Linked DNA regions of Sus scrofa: regions 1 and 2 are each linked to region 3. A link is a contact called in public Hi-C data. All regions are on one chromosome and are shown on one strand. Each heading gives the region's core, a stretch centred on a gene start, on an enhancer-like site or on the middle of the called end of the contact. The rest is flanking DNA. Distances are from core to core; before and after follow the strand shown. Region 1 holds the start of POLR2H (RNA polymerase II subunit H). Region 2 holds the start of EIF4G1 (eukaryotic translation initiation factor 4 gamma 1). Region 3 holds the start of MAGEF1 (melanoma-associated antigen F1).

Region 1 (2,802 bases), core at 29-2,528, 350 kb before region 3:
GAAGAGGGGTGCTTGGAACTGGAAACTTCGGTTTCTCTCATCCCCCTTCCTTTCTTTGCGACTGTCCCGGGGAGGTGCACCTGGAGCTAGCTGGCCTGAGGCTTGTGCGTGGGTGGAGCCGGAGGGAAGGGAGGTCTAGGTGCTGGGGAGGCCGCTCCTGGGAGGCGGGCGTGGGGGGACAGAGGTCGCTTCTCCTTGGCAGGGCTGAAGAAGAAACCCGAGTAGCTGCTGACGTCTAGCTGCCAAGGGGGAACAGCCTGCTGGGGCTCTGCGTTCTCTATCAGGCTCCGGAGAAGAAAAGTGCAAAGGGTGGGGTGAACAAGTGTGGGGTGAACACAGTCAGAGATAGAGTCAGGGGACAGGCCAGTGCCCAGGAAAACAGGCATTGTGCAGGAGGAGGCAGTACCAGGGTGAAGGGGCAGGTGGGAGGCAGAGGGGGTTCCCAGGAGGGAGTGCCCAGGAAGGGGACAGTGTGAGAACCAGCACCCTAGAGGAACGGGCAGTGTAAAGGAAGAGGTGGTATCCATAGGAGAGGACAATGCCGGGATGAAGGAGCACTTAGGAGAACGTGTCCAGAAGGTGAGCGCAGTGGTGGAGGAAAGGCCAGAACCGAGCCGAAGGGGCAGTACTGAGGAGAGCAGTGTGATGGGGTTAATACCATGCTGAAGGGGCGGTGCGAGGTAAGAAATCAGGGGTGGGGAGGGTGCAGTACCAGAGGAGGAGACAGTGCAGACTTCCCTCTTCCCCATGGTGACATCATGGCAAATTCCCAAAGTGGATATCACCGGGTCGGGTGACATCCAGCTGGGCCCAGCCGGCCTGGGCCAGCCCGGGATTCCTCAGTGCCAGCTAGAAGGACTGGGTACGGCACCCTACTTGGCCATCGCCCTGGGGGCGTGGTTCTGCTCCGCTAGCCCTTTGCGCGGACTGTGCCCTCGGCAGACCCGCGGACCGACAGGGTAGGGCTAGGGCCAGGATTCTCTGGGCCAAGGATCAAGGTCCCTGGCTGGGGTAGGCCCCCAAGCACTCCAGTCTTCCTAACCCGGCATCTGAAGAGGGCGCACTAGAGCCTCCGGAGAGAGCGGGACACCAAGCCACCCCCGGCTGGAGGTGGGACCTATCGTGTTCCCGCCCTGGGAGGAGTTATCTGGACGTGAGACCGCCCTAAACACTGAAGCCTCTCGGAAGCAATCGTTCGGGGCGGAAGTTAAGAAGCCCCGAGAGCTAGGCGGCGGAAGTAGCTGCGTTACTGCTGGTCTGTGCGCATGCGTCCTTCTATTTCTTTGCTGCCGCTCTTCAGGCGCTGCATTTTCCTCTCTCATTTTTCTCCACGCGGGGCCGTGCCCTGCTCCGTAGTCTTCGTCACGCGCTCAGCACCTCTGCTTCTCTCGTGGCCCCCTCACCATGGCGGGCATTCTGTTCGAGGATATTTTTGATGTGAAAGACATTGACCCAGAGGGCAAGAAGTTTGACCGAGGTGAGTAAGGTTTGTAGGGGCGGTTTGGGAGAAGCGGCTGATCTCAGGGACACGCCCCTGGGCCTCTTGTCCACACATTTCATGTGGTCTTCCCCTACCGGCAGGTCCTGACCTAGGGGCCTCTCTCAGGAAACGTTTTATAGATGAGAAAACGGAGACTTCGAGCTCTCCCTCGCTTCACACATGCTGTGCCCGGTGCCTGGGTGACCTTTCTTCATGGTGCTGGTAACCTCCTTGGCATCTTTTTAATCGCTGCCCACTCTGCTAGGCGCTGTGCTGTGCACTTTACACACATTGCCTTACTTATTCCTTTCGAGAGTCTCCACGAGGTAGGTGGTGTCTTACCCATCTTCTGAGAGGCTGAGCAACCCACCCAAGGCTGTACAGCAAATAATCCGACCTCAGGGCCTGTTGCCCTCAGAGTCTTAGCTCTTTGTGAAATCCTCTCTAAGAGTTGACTGCTTGGTATACACCTCCTTGTTCTGACGTTGATCAAGAATTATTTGTCCTTGGTGTCTCTTCCTTTGCTTAGAGACTGAGATATTCTTCAGAACAAACAGCAGGTGTTTGTTTGTTTGTTTGATTTTGTCTTTTTAGGGCCAGACGTAAGGACATATGGAGGTTCTCAGGCTAAGGGTCGAGTCAGAGCTACAGCTGCAGGCCCCACACCACAGCCACAGCAACGCCAGATCCAAGCCCCGTCTGAGACTTATACCACAGCTCACAGCAACACCAGATCCTTAATCCCCTGAGCTGATCCTTAACCCACAGAGTGAGGCCAGGGATTGAACCCCCATCCTCATGGATACTAATCAGGTTTGTTACCACTGAGCCACGGACAAGACCTCCCCAAACAGCAGTTCTTAATAATCTCCTTAGCACAGCGCCTGGCACGGAAAGGCAAAACCTTTGGATGACTGACTTGCCCCAGAGCAGGTTGTTTCTTAGTCACCCATGCAGGCCTAGAACGTGATATTATTTGTTGCCAGAGGACCTTTGATTCTTTTCTGGGCATTCTGTCCACCAGCCATAGTTTTCTGCCTCTTTGCTTGTATATGTGGTTCTTATTGAGCCTGTACTTCTATGAGAGCAGATGAGAGGCCATTGGATACAGATTAAGTATTCTGTGCATACAGTTTCTCAAAGTGGGGTCTGCCCTGCCCTTGAGGGTCTACTTGGCCAGGCAGTTACCTCTGCTGCTCTTTTTCTGTTTCCCTCCAGTGTCTCGACTGCATTGTGAGAGTGAATCTTTCAAGATGGACCTCATCTTAGATGTAAACATTCAGATTTATCCTGTTGACCTGGGTAAGTGTTGAACACAAACA
Region 2 (2,700 bases), core at 138-2,637, 400 kb before region 3:
TCGGTCTGGGAATTCCAAAGTTCGGGAGGGGACACGGGGGCGGGCAGTGGCTGTCACATGACTAGGCGGGGCAAATCCCATGTGCTTCGCGGCACCGGGCAAGGCTCCGCCCTCTGCGCCGGTCACGTGGGGGCGCCGGCTGCGCCTGCGGAGAAGCGGTGGCCGCCGAGCGGGATCCGTGCGGGGAGCCGGAAATGGTTGTGGACTACGTCTGTGCGGCTGCGTGGGGCTCGGCCGCGCGGACTGAAGGAGACTGAAGGTAAAGCCGCCATGTCCGGGCCCGACCCGGCCCCCCCATCCCCTCCCCCCGCATCCGCCGCCATCCGGGCCGGGACCGGCTACCCTGCGCCGCCTCCCCGGCGCCCTGGCTCCTCGGCCCAAGCCCGGGCCCCGGGCCGCCAGGGCCCGATCCCCGGCCCACGTGTGCCCGGCCTGGCCCGGCCTGGCTGCTGGGTGGGGGTGGGGGAGCGCGGGGCCGGAATATGCGGTCCCCGCGGGCTGGGAGGGCGCCGGGTTTCCCGGCTGCTAAGTGCCACCTCGGCCCGACCCGAGGAGGCCCTACGGGCGCAGGCACCGCGACTCCCGGCCCGCCGCCCCCTCCCCCCTTTGCGGCCCGGCCGCCGGGAAGTGACACGTTGTTCTTTGGCACTGGCCGGCGCTGCGCAGGGAGGGCGCAGGGGAGGGAGGCGGCGGCGGCGGGCAGGGAGGAGCCCCCGGCCCCGCCCGCCCTCCAGGCCGACCCTCACTTGCTTCAAACCGGCTCTTCTTCGGCCGCCGCCCGCCTGGCCTTTTACGGCCCGACTGCCGCTTTTCCTGGCCTCCACTCCTGGGCGGCGGCAGGCCTCGCCTCTAGCCCCGTGCGGGTGCACCCGCGGCCACCCGCGGCAGGCGTGCCTTGTGTGCCCCTGGGCCAGGCCCCGAACCCGGTGTCCCCGGGTGGGGGGTGGGGACACCACGGCCGAAGCTGCTAGCTCCGTTTGTGATCCGGGAGCCTGGTGCCAGCGAGACCTGGAATTTCCGGTCTGGTTGGTCTTGGGCCCCGCGGAGCCAGGTTGATACCCCCCACCTCCCAACCCCAGGCCCTCGGATGCCCAGAACCTGTAGGCCGCACCGTGGATTTATTCTTAACCGAGGGGGTGAGTGAGGGGCTGTTTCAGCAGATCAGGGGGGGTGGTTGGAGCTGCGGGTCTGACAAGGTGTCGGTGGGGACATAGGCTGGGTTTTATGCTCCTTCACCTTTTTGGCGATTCCGGGGCTTGTTGTGGGACCCAGACCTTGCTTCATCCCTCCCCCACTCCATTTGCCTTAAGCTTGGGTCCCTTCCCCTTTCCGAGCTCCGCTCTTTCCCAACAGGTGCTGGGGGGACCCTGATGTGGCACCAAATGAAATGAACAAAGCTCCACAGCCCACAGGCCCCCCACCTGCCCCATCCCCTGGACTCCCACAGGTAATTAGGGAGGAATTAGCAGCAACTGGGGTGGGGGTGGGGGAGACCAGGCAGCCGGGTCAGGAACAGGTTCCAACCTCTGGATTTTCCCACCCCCTTCTGTGTCAGGGCAAAGTGCAGCTTCCTGCTGCCAAATTGAGGCAGGGCCCCGGGGCTGTTCTTAGGGGCTGTCTTGGGGAGGGTATATGTGGACTGTTGAGGCTCTTGCCACAGCTCTGCTCCCCTTACTTCACCAGCTTGAGTTTCTGCCCCACCTGGGTTTCCCCTCTTGCTGAATTCTGGTCTCCCCCCTTCAGCCAGCGTTTCCCCCGGGGCAGACAGCACCGGTGGTGTTCAGTACGCCTCAAGCGACACAAATGAACACGCCTTCTCAGCCCCGCCAGGTGAGGGGCTGTGGGGAGGGGAGTAGGGGGCCTGGGTGGGAACCATGTGAAGCTTAGGCCAGTTTGGGCCTAGGATGGAAACTATGGAGGCCTTGTACCTGCCCCAACTTCCTGACAGTTGCTTTCATGCGGTTCTGCACTTTGCACTGTTGATTACTTACGGTGGCTGGCCCCTTGGAGTATGTAGTTGGTGGGGATGGCATTCCTAGGGGTCCTGGTGCCTTGGGGGCAGTGCTTTGGGCCCTGCTGCCAACTCCTGCTTTCCTGTTTTCTTTTACTGGGAGGTTGCCATTGCTCCATTCCCCATCCATCTTTCTCTTTTGGACTGTGGCAAGATAAACACTCCAGCTAGTTCTTGCCTTTCTCTGTTCCCTAAATTCTTCCTCACAAGTGGGAGAGGATTCTTGTCCTGCTTCCTTCATTTTCTTTCCCTCCTCATCACCTTGGGGATAATTCTTTTCTTTCCTGTCCCCATGTGCTCTCAGGGAGGATTCAGGTCTCTGCAGGTAATACCCCATTGCTAATCCTGAACTCTCTCCGGGTCTCACCCTTACACTCTGCCCTAGTCAGGGGCTAGACTCAGTCTGGGTCCTCAGTCTGAGGCTGACCGATGCATGTTAGGGGCTAAATCTTGTGTAGTTCACATCTGGGAACTGGGAGACTGTTGCATGTTAGCGGTGAGCTCCTCAGTACCTTAGGGTGGAGCAGTGCATGCTGGGGAGTATGTTGCTGAAAAAGGCTTTACTTAGGCATGATGCATCTGGGTGTTAGGAAGCCTCTGCTGAAGGATAGCCTGGTGAGGTGATCTGAGTATGCATGGCAGGGAGGGAGTAAATATACAGAGTGCCAAGTGTATACCTGAGTTTGGAG
Region 3 (2,700 bases), core at 179-2,678:
ATCCTACAGGAAAAAGTATACGAATCTCATTTACAAACATCAATTTAACAGTATATTAAATGTAACAAAACTTAGCAAGATACAAAACCTAAATCCTAGTTACATAAATACAACCGCTACAGAAAACACGACCCTCCCCCCACCTATTCTACTTAGACTCAGTAGTTTTTGTGCCCAACTCCACCCACCCCCTCAGCCCCCCCCCCTCCGGCTGGCCACTCTTCCAATAGCCCTCACCAGCGGTGATTGCCGGCCCTAGCATTGGCTCTGGCCCTAGCCCTAGGCCTAATACTGGCCTCAGCTCTGGCTCTGTCAGCCTCGTCTGCCAGGGCCTCACGGTACAGCACTGGCCAGTGTTGGGGTTCTTTCTTATGGAGCTTGGCCACGAACCCCAGGACTTTCATCTTGCTGGTTTCCAGGTTGCTTCGGGGACCCCAAGAGAATTCACATTCCGGTGGGTTGGTGTGAGGCACACGCCTGTAATTGAGGTATCTCAGCTGCACGAAATCTTCCATAATAAGCCTCTTCGGGTACCCAAAGAGGAAGTGATATTTTGAGGGACGCACCCCCAACCGACGCAGCATCTCCCAGACCTGTGCCTCCCTGGCGCTATTACCTTTCATGTAGATAAGGCCCAAGATCATCATTAAGAGACCCAGTCTGGGGCCATCTCCTCCCAGATCCTCCTCCTTATCCTCAGGAGGTTTTAGTTTGTTCATCAGGATGTAAGTGTGGTGCTTGCGGTCAAGCTGTTTCAGCTCGAAACCAAAGACATACCGCAGATGCTCTGCGGCCCTTGCGATGATCTCGGGGAACAGATCCTTCAAGTCTCCGATAACATACTTCACCATCTCCGAGCGAGTGATGGGACTCTTCTTCTTGTCCTTCACCAGCAGAAACTGCACCAACTCGGCCACCGTCCGATCCAGACGGCGGCAAGCCCGGCGCCGGGCCAAAGTTTTGGCTGCCAAGGCCCTCGCACCTTTCGGGGTGAGGGCGGGCTCCGCAGCCCCTTCCTCCTTTACTGCGTCAAGGTCCTCCTCTGGGCTCTCTTGCAGGAGGGGGCTCGGGGCCTCCTCCTGCGAGACGGTCAGGGCCTGGGTCTCACCGTCATGGCTGCCATCCATCTCCCCCTCGACTTGAGGGACGGGGAGAACCCCGCTCTCGGGTTTCTGCAACATGTTTTTGCGCAGGCAGGTGCAAAGCGCGTACTCGGGCCGAGGGATGTGCAAGCCGCTGCGCAAACCCTGGCGGAAGGGTTGGACAGCGGCTGGGGCGCCTGGAGTAGGACTAGGAGAGATGACACAGGGGTTTCTGTGGCTGCTAGGCGGTACCGCACACGGCTCGGGACGGTCGCCGCAACGCCGCCGGCGCTCAAGACCTGCGCCGCCGCCGCCGCGCAGCCTCAGTGCGCGCCCGCCGCTGGATCGCCGTAACACTTCCGGCCAACTCAGCCAAGATGGCGGCCCGGAGGCCGGCGAAGCCCCTCCTTTTCCGGCTACCGCTGGGTTGGAGGTGCGCACCGGCTTTCCGGGATGCTTGGGCTGTGGAAGAGTGTAGTTTGCGCAGCTTTTTAAGACTGCAAAGCTGGAGGAGGATAACCAGGAATTTCTCAAGGTTTCAGTGTGCAAGAATGGAGTAGGATGGAGTTCTAGCCACGTCCTTTCAGCAGGCGCTTGATTCTAAGTGTGTGTACCTAAGATTTTGAGTAATTTACTGTGGTTCAAATGCGGAATGTAAGGAGATGAAGGCTGGGAGATAAGGCTGTGCGGGACGGTGCAGGGCCTTGAACAGGATGCTAGGCAGATTGAAATCTTTTCTGAGGACGATGGGAATATGCAACAGGAAGATTAAACAAAGGAGTGCCCAGACCAGATCTGTTATCTTTCCAGTCTCTCTGGGTGGCAGTGTAGAGAATGGATTGGAGTAGGGCTGACCAAAAACTGGGAATCCAGCTTGAAGTATTGGAGTATTATTTCATAGTGCAGAATAGGAACTAAGACGTGGCCTATCTTGTTCATTGGTGTATCAGTGCCTGGCACATAGAGGCACTCCATAAATATCGTAGAATGGATGACGAGGGAGTAAGGATAGTAGATTCTACAGGGGTGAAAGGAAGATGATAAACGATATATTGAAGTATAGCTGGCAGAAATAGTGACAGATTGGAGGAAAGGGGAGGTTTTTTAAAAAATGTAATCAAACTTAACTACTCCCATTACTTTTTCTTTTTGCCTACTCTACTCTGAGCTTTCTCCTAGTGTCTCTCCTCCCTCTCTCCCTCCCTCTCCAACTCCTCCTCTCCCTTTTCTCTCATTTCCTCCCTTCCCCCTCCCTTTTCCCTCCTTTCATCCCAGTCTCCCCTCTCCCTTCCTCCTCCCTCCTTCCCCTTCTCCTCCTCCTTTCCCTTCCCCTGCTTCTCTTCTCACCCTTCCCCTCATTTCTAGGATCAGCTTAAATTTCTCCTTTCCAAAGCCTTCCTTAGTCTCTGTGCATGGAAGTTATTTACTCCTATATCTGAATCACCGTAGAAATTTGTATTTGTTTAACACCCACTCATATACACCTTATTGTGCTCCAGGCTCTGTTCTAACCATCGTTCCAATATTAATTTATTTAATTCTCATTAAAGTAAGTACTCTTAGCACTATCCTCGTTTTATAGATATGTCTGTCCTATGAAATTTGCTATTTACTAGCT

The links. A called contact is a pair of places that touch in the nucleus more often than the background predicts.
Region 1: a Hi-C map of liver shows a contact between it and region 3, with 4 times the contacts expected there. The contact joins the promoter of POLR2H here to the promoter of MAGEF1 in region 3. A contact is called at or near these places in 1 of 5 promoter capture datasets (fetal skeletal muscle) and 4 of 47 Hi-C or Micro-C datasets (embryonic fibroblasts, heart right ventricle, liver and 1 more).
Region 2: a contact with region 3 is called in a Hi-C map of skeletal muscle, with 4 times the contacts expected there. The contact joins the promoter of EIF4G1 here to the promoter of MAGEF1 in region 3. A contact is called at or near these places in 1 of 5 promoter capture datasets (liver) and 1 of 47 Hi-C or Micro-C datasets (skeletal muscle).

What each region holds. Positions count from the first base shown.
Region 1 is chr13:122,250,351-122,253,152 of Sscrofa11.1, forward strand. It overlaps POLR2H (RNA polymerase II subunit H), which reads left to right and starts at 1,279. Exons shown (of 5, transcript NM_001243341.1): 1 at 1,279-1,477; 2 at 2,699-2,782. The coding sequence starts at 1,405.
Region 2 is chr13:122,203,400-122,206,099 of Sscrofa11.1, forward strand. EIF4G1 (eukaryotic translation initiation factor 4 gamma 1) reads left to right here and starts at 1,388. Exons shown (of 31, transcript NM_001246253.1): 1 at 1,388-1,447; 2 at 1,744-1,830. The coding sequence starts at 1,388.
Region 3 is chr13:122,601,272-122,603,971 of Sscrofa11.1, forward strand. MAGEF1 (melanoma-associated antigen F1) reads right to left here and starts at 1,429. Exons shown (of 1, transcript XM_003483283.4): 1 at 1-1,429. The coding sequence starts at 1,181. The coding sequence ends at 234. The region is part of intron 2 of LOC110256376 (a long non-coding RNA gene); the gene reads left to right.